2 separate regions of the Sus scrofa genome follow, and region 1 is linked to region 2. Evidence: chromatin contacts called from public promoter capture Hi-C data. All regions are on one chromosome and are shown on one strand. Each heading gives the region's core, a stretch centred on a gene start, on an enhancer-like site or on the middle of the called end of the contact. The rest is flanking DNA. Distances are from core to core; before and after follow the strand shown.

The links. Promoter capture Hi-C pulls out the DNA fragments that hold promoters and counts their contacts.
Region 1: a contact with region 2 is called in a promoter capture Hi-C map of fetal skeletal muscle, with 6 times the contacts expected there. The contact joins the promoter of CXCL2 here to the promoter of RASSF6 in region 2. A contact is called at or near these places in 3 of 5 promoter capture datasets (fetal skeletal muscle and liver), 10 of 47 Hi-C or Micro-C datasets (alveolar macrophages, blood, embryonic fibroblasts and 4 more) and 1 of 2 datasets of contacts at active chromatin or transcription factors (alveolar macrophages).

The regions. Positions count from the first base shown.
Region 1 is chr8:70,155,157-70,158,932 of Sscrofa11.1, forward strand. It overlaps CXCL2 (chemokine (C-X-C motif) ligand 2), which reads left to right and starts at 2,097. Exons shown (of 4, transcript NM_001001861.2): 1 at 2,097-2,228; 2 at 2,333-2,456; 3 at 2,568-2,651; 4 at 3,255-3,776. The coding sequence starts at 2,129. The coding sequence ends at 3,270.
Region 2 is chr8:69,830,347-69,834,165 of Sscrofa11.1, forward strand. It overlaps RASSF6 (ras association domain-containing protein 6), which reads right to left and starts at 1,812. Exons shown (of 11, transcript XM_005666740.3): 1 at 931-1,812.

The sequences.
Region 1 (3,776 bases), core at 847-3,346, 330 kb after region 2:
TAGATTAGTACGTACATATATTCTGTATACACATGACATACCGAATTTTTTAAAAATTTTTTGATATTTCTAGGCTACATGGGTTAGTCTGCCAGGTTTTCTTTTTTTTTTTTTTTCTTCCACATTGTCCCAAATATCCAAAAAATTTTCCAATATATTTATTGAAAATAAACCTGCCTGTAGGTGGACCTGTGCAATTCCAACCCATGTTGTTCAAGGGTCAACTGTATTTACAATTAAGAATCCTAGAAAAATAAGAATAGCAATCATATCTAAACCAATTCTTAATTATTGATGAGTTGTTGGTATTTTATAAACTTTATGTCATTTTACTTTGCCTACTCCTTTAAAAAAAAAAATTGAATTGCCTGTTCTTTTTCTCAGGACTATACAGGTATTACTGACAAAAAAAAAAAAAAATGTAGAGACAAATATTTGTTTAAAATCAAGTCACTTAGAATCTTTTCAAATAATCAAGATGAAACATTTTTAATTTTATCCACATTTTGTAGTTGAAAGTCCTAAAACTAGAGTTACAAAATTACCCAACAATTAAACTAGAAAAAAAAAACATTCTAAATTTTCTTTTTAAGAAAAAAATATACAAACATTTTATATTGGAGGATTTTTCTTTTTTCCAATAATTCTTTTCTCTTTGTACAAAGATTTTATCCCCAGGTTAGTTTCAGCTTATTAATACAGAAAAAGAAATTTCTATTTTATTTACTTAAAATTATTTATAGCATTTAATATATAATTTATAGTATTTAAATGTCAAAACATTTATTCATCATAACAACTCGTTGAAGTAGATACTACCCTTAAGCTCCATTTTCCAGATGAGAAACTAAGGCACAAACAGGTTGGAAGTCATGCACCATTAATCTGGGGAGCTGAATTCCTACTCTAGCAATCTAGAGCAGTCTTGCTCAGTGCCTCCCTCATCTCTATAGCATCCCCCCACCTGCTTCCCACGGGATATGTCCATAGCTCTCACAGATCTGCATTCAGAATCACACCTAAACCATCTGAAACCTACCTGAATATAATCCAACAAAAGACATTACAACTAAGGATGAAAATGACACAATGACAAAGTCTCCAGTTAATAGCTTGAAATGCCTCATTAGAAGTCAGTAGAAATAAAATTTGACTGTGATTCTTTCTCTAGAGAGGAAATCAAATCACTAGAAGCAGGAAAGGCCATAGAACAAGGAAATGAAATGAGATTTGTGACCATAAACAAGGAACGGAGATGCGATGCGTGATCTAGCTCTAAGCTACTTCCCAGGAACACGATTTTTTTGTTTTTGTTTTGTTTTGTTGCTGCTTGGATGAGCAAAGCGTGCTGCTCACACTACGCATCCGCTCTTGATTTCTATTACCTGTTTTATTCTTGGACAAAACTAGAAACCGTGGACCTGTGAGCTCTCCTCGCAACAGATCCAAACATTAATCCGTATTTTAAGGATTAATCAACACCCTCGACACCAAAAAGGTGGTATTCATGGACTTACTCGAGCTGTGGAAGTTCCAGAATTTCCCAGAGAAAGGAAGCTAAGTGGGATTACAACACTTTGTTCCGCATTAAACACTGAATTCAATTTTTGATACTGATCGTCCCCTCACCCATGAGGGACGCTGTGACACAAAGTGTGATTTATCTGTGCTTTTAAAATACCAGGAAGTAGGGGAACTTTCTAATGTATAATATGCTAAAACTGTGTTATAACAGTGTATTTAGGCGGACGTAAATAAAATCATCAAACCCCAAGATACTTATGCGTAAAGAGCACACGCAAGTTCTCTCTGCTTCCCCCCTCAACCTTAATAACTAACGTTCGTCACAGATGCCTCTCTCCACTAAGTTGTGACTCCCCCCGTGGGGATTTGGGCACAAAGATGACACTTCCAAAGCAAGAATTACGCGGGAGGAGGGCGGGGCTGCGCCTTCCTTCCGGACCCAGGAATGACCCGCGCATCAGGGAATTTCCCTGGCCTGGGGCTGCCAGCTCCAGTCCCATCAGAATAAAAGGCGTTCGCACCGCTCAGGGAGCCACAGAACCCGCTCCACCAGCACTCCCTCCAGCCCACCTGCAGCAGACAGCCACCCTCCGAGCTAAGCCCCATGGCCCGCGCCGCGATCGCCGCCTCCCCCTGCGCCCCGCGCTTCCTCCGCGCTGCGCTGCTGCTCCTGCTTCTAGTGGCCGCTGGCCGGCGCACAGCAGGTGAGACTCGGCGCCTGGCATCCCCAGGCCGGACGCGGGGACGGGTAAGGGGGGGAGACGCCCGTCGGAGAACACCCCACTAACCGAATCTGTCTTCCTGGCAGGGGCCCCCGTGGGCGGCGAACTGCGCTGCCAGTGCCTGCAGACGGTGCAAGGAATTCACCTCAAGAACATCCAGGACCTGAAGGTGACGTCCCCGGGACCCCACTGTGACCAAACGGAAGTCATGTAAGCTTCCCTGCCCGCCGCTGTCCTTGTCACCCCCAGCGTCCCAACGCCCCAACCCTGACTCCCCAGCCCGACCTCCTGCCTCACATGGATTCTCCCTGCTCTCTGCAGAGCCACTCTCAAGAATGGTCAGGAAGTTTGTCTCAACCCCTCAGCCCCCATGGTGAAGAAAATCATCGAGAAGATGCTAAACAAGTGAGTTATAGTTTTTATTCACTCGTGTGAGTAGAGTCATTCTGTCTCCTGCAAATTATACCAGAGAAACCCACGATTTAGGTGCAGGGCTGAAAATCATGATTATTTCACCATTCATTTGCTATTAAGGTCATTAATCTGCTCTGGTGTCAGAAGGATATTTCCAGAGCCTTGCATCCTCAGCCCATTCTCCATCCCCAGTCAGATGAGTGTGACCAAATGTATGTCCCTAAAAGATTAAGTAGATTTATTTAGCCAGTGGTGCTAAAATGGCTAAAGAGAGGTTCCACTCTTTATTATTCCTTTAACCCCAGGGACAGTACTTAACCTAAGTCTCAATAACACGGGAAAAATAATAAAGCTGCTTCATGGGGTTTGATCCAAGGCTTAAGTGATGTCATGTATGCCCAATGTGGCATTATCTTCTGGCTTTCTGAAGCTAATAATAAGATTGTAACCACAGGCACCTTATTCTCAATTAAACAGCTTCTAGAAGCTGGCATTTTCTGCTACACATGGCAGCAGTGGTCTAGGTAGCACTTGGTACAGGGTTTTGAGGTCAGCTTTTAAGTCCTACTAACATGAACCTTTTTCTCATCACAGGAGCAGTGCCAACTGATGTAGAGAGATGGAGGAAACTTACTGGCTACTGCTGTAGCTTTAGCGGAATCAAAGTGAAAGAAGAGAAGCAAATAGCCCCTGGGGCCACCTGGACTGTGTTTCATGCATTTGGCTACTTCTTATGAGATTTCTTCTATTTATTTATATGTGTATTTATTTATTTATTTTTCAAAGCTTGTATATTTAATGTGCTATCTAATATTTAAAGATATGAATGTGTTTGGCAGGTCTCTGTATTGCTATTTCGAAAGGTCATTTTTATGTTGAATCAAAGTTAGTCCAGTCTTGACTAGTATTTAATTTGAAGGTTGTGTCTCTTAAGTGCTCATCATTCATTAAACTAGTTTTTGGGTTGTCAGGATAGCACGCTGTACCATCCACTGTGATAAAAGCTGGAGACCCTGGTGGGGGATCCAGGCAAACAGGTCACTGTTAGGGTAGGGGGGGTTGTATGTGTGCATTTATACTGAAGAGAAGATTGTCGGTTGTTATTTATTGAGACAG
Region 2 (3,819 bases), core at 562-3,061:
TTTGCCTACCTGCCATCTGCTCACGTGTCCTGGACCCTCTTTGTGGAAACCAGTTCAGTACCCCTGTACTGTCATCAGCTCGGCTCACCCTCCCTGACACGGACCCTTCCGCAGAATTGCAAATTTCTTAACACTAACTGGAGGCGTTATTTAGGAAAGCTTGCTAAGTGGTCAGTTCCCATCAAAGCCCTATTGGCAGATACCTACGATGCTTATTTTACAGGCGACAAACTAAGACTTGGCTAGGTTAAGTATCATGCTAAGGAACAAAGCAGTAAGTGGCAGAGCCAGGATTTGAACCTACGGCTCTCCTGCTTCAGAATTTGAATCTTTAAATTCATGGACTCCCATCTAATTATGATTATTCTTTCATTGTTTGGGGCCATCTTAAATTATATCAGAAATCCTCTCCAGTGTTTGGGGTGGTGGCTGGGGGAGGGGAAGTCTCTGTTAATATGCTGAAAATAATAATAGTTTAGCTAAACTCTCAAATAAAAAAAGACCTTTTAAGTCTGCCGATTGACTACAAACAACACTGTAACGATTAGAACACAGCGAGACGGGGGCATCAGGCAGGAGTCACCCTGTAAACACAATTTCAGGTAAAGATCTTACAGAGTTGGATTCCTGTTAGAAAACGGAGGTGGGGTTGGTGGCCACACCTAGCTCCAGGCTCTTCTCTCTTTTCCTACCTGGTCCCCACATGCTTACCTGGGTCAGGAAAGGATACTGGAAAAAATCCAAAGGAAAAGAATGTCCGGGTTTCAGGCTGCTCTGCTCCACGCACACCTTCCAACCTGGCTGCCTATGGATTCTGCTTTCTAATGCTTTATCCTCAACTTGACCTCAGGGAGAGGGTTGGAGGGGTTCTTCTCCCTATCCTCCTTTTGCACCTGTTACACACACTGTGAACAGGAGAAGGCTTTTTACCTTAGTTGTAGGGCTGAACCTGCTCCGACGAGTTTGTTGCCTCGCTCAGTCACAAACTCTGATCACCGTTGGAGTCCCCGCTCCGCTCGCTCACCTGTCGCAGAGGTGAAGGTGGAGGGCGGAGCCGGGGAGGGGGAAGGGCGGCACAGGGCTCCCTCCGCGCCTGGCGGTGCCCCTCCGTCTTGCCGGTCCTCAAGCCTAAGAAGCTGTTAATTATTACTCCTTTTCGCCACAGCAGGGAAGTGGTAGAAACCTGAGCCACTCCCTGTGCCTCAGTGCATGTTGGGAGTGTTTACTTTCTTCGGAGCAGCTGATAGGAACGCTCCTTTGCTCCCTGTCACACATCTTGAAGACCAGGGAAGTGACATTCTGGTGACTGCTTTACCCTCTGACTGGACAGATTCGAATCGCTCCTCTCCAGTCTATAGAGAAACAGTCTATAAGAAATGACAGCGACTAGGACTGAATGTCCTGCTTCACACGTTCTTCCGGTTAAACATTTCTCTTTTAATTGGAAGTTTCTTAATTCTTGCTCTTTTGCTTCCTTCTTTCCCTACAGGCACCTTTTCTCACAAAGCATGGTTCTCACACGACAGAGCCCACCAGAGTCAACTGTGTATCTGGTTAAATCTGGGCACCCACGGGCCTCGGCACCTGTGAGACGCCGATCTGGAAGGTCTGGGGTAGGTGGGAGTATTTTTTTACGAGCTCCACGGAAGAATCTGGTAGACATCAGAATTGGAAACTTGTCATGAACGTGCAAGAGGAAATGAATCGTAATTTAATTACTACCTGTCCAATTGGATTTGGAGACTTGGCTTTTCCTCAACACCTCCAGTTTCAAAAAGGGCACTAAAGTCTAGGTAACTAACCTTTTATGGTGATCATTATGCAAACAGTGAAGCACCTGAAACGTATGTAGTAGTATAAGACTCTCATGCCTCAAAAAGAAAGGAATGAATAAAGGAACTGAGTGTTCAAAAACAAAACAAAACAAAACAAAAAACAAAACAAAACAAAGCAGCTCTCTCTTTGAAAACTATCAAATGCTAAGGCTTTTCATTTTTACCTAAAAAACCAGTTCCCCCAAAAGCCCCTTAGACTTAGAGACACTCAGACACTCAGAGGATAGATGCTGTGGAAATAGTGCTTTTACACACACACACACACACACACACACACACACAATGCACTTGGGTATCATTGGTACTTTACCTGTTTCCTATGTAAAGCAACTTTGATAATTTTTTATTTACTTTATTTTTATTTTATTTTTGTCTTTATAGAGCCATACCCACAGCTTATGGTGGTTCCTAGGCTAGGGGTCGAATGGGAGCTGCATCTGCAGGCCTACGCCACAGCCACAGCAATGAGGGATCTGAGCCTCACTGTGACCTACACCACAGCTCATGGCAATGCCAGATCCTTAACCACTGAGCGAGGCCAGGGATCAAACCTGCGTCCCCATGGATACTGGTCAGATTTGTTTCTGCTGTGCCAAGATGGACACTCTTCGATAATTTTTTAAAAGCTTATCTTGTAAGTATAAAGCTTAGATTCCTCAAGAGAAATTAAATATAATTTCTGCAACAAGTTCGGTAGGCAGAGTTGATTCCTGGGGTCCTGCATGTTTAAAATGTCAAATTAACATACTGACCATCACTCTAGATTTGCAGGTTATGTGTTTGATATAGCCCTTTAAGGATTCTCTGTGCTCAAAATGTCAGACTGTTCATCTAGTTAACTTGTGTGTGGAGACCATGAATGATCAGATTGGTTATTCCTTGGGCTATTTTAGTAGACTGCATAGAAACAGGCAAATGCGCTTATTGGATCGAAATCAAAGCTTCTTCAGCCTCACATATGGGACAGTGAGACTTGGTGTTTTCTGTGGGTATTGGTTTGAGGGCTATGAATTGACCTTTGGATAATGACTAACAGGATCTGCTGTGTCCACAGCTCCTAGGCTTCAGAACATCTTTGTTCAAATCCATGCCCCACTCCCATTGTCTGCATTTATTTATTATCAGGGGAAACTTATTTTGCATTGTTTATCTGCAAACATCCTTGAAGTCTTCATTCCAATGACAGGTTTCTTTTGGTGAGTTTCAGTGATTCTTTTTGTTTTGGTGTATTTAACCTTTTGTAAAGATGTAATTTCCCCCCCCACATCAAAATATATAATTACTCATTTGCAATGTGGAAAATTTGAAAAACAAACGTATAGAGAAAAAAATCACCCAGAATTCCACCTCTCAAATATAATTACTGAGAACAATTTGGTGAATATCTTTATTGACATACTTTCTCTACAGATATTTACCAAAATGCCATTGCACTTGGCTTATTGTTTTATAACCTGCTTTTATCATATAAAACATTATGAACAATTTGCCACATGTCAGTCAGTTTTTTTCCCTGCAATGTGATTTTAACTAGCTGTACTATATTATACCATATAGATATACCATTGTGTATTTAATCAGTTTCTTATTGTGGAAAATTTGTATTGCTACAAACAACACTGCAGTAAACATTTATCTGTAATTACACACGTTTGTAATTATGCTTTTAGACACATTTCAAAAAATGAAGTGGCCAGATGAAAGGGAATGCATTTCTTTAAAAGAATTTCTCTCAACTGTCAATTTTGTATTCCTGGAGTAATCTTTGGCTTATTTTTCTTCTTTTAAACATTTAATATTTTGAAAAGTGTAAAAAAAATCATATCCTATTTTAAATATGTATATTATTGATTGCTTGTAAGATTGAACTTTTTTTAGACTGGTCTTGTATTTTTGCTTTTTATTTATTACACTCTTTGTTCACCTTTTCTGTATTGATTTCTATATAAAATCTCTTTATATATTAATTATATCAACATTTTGT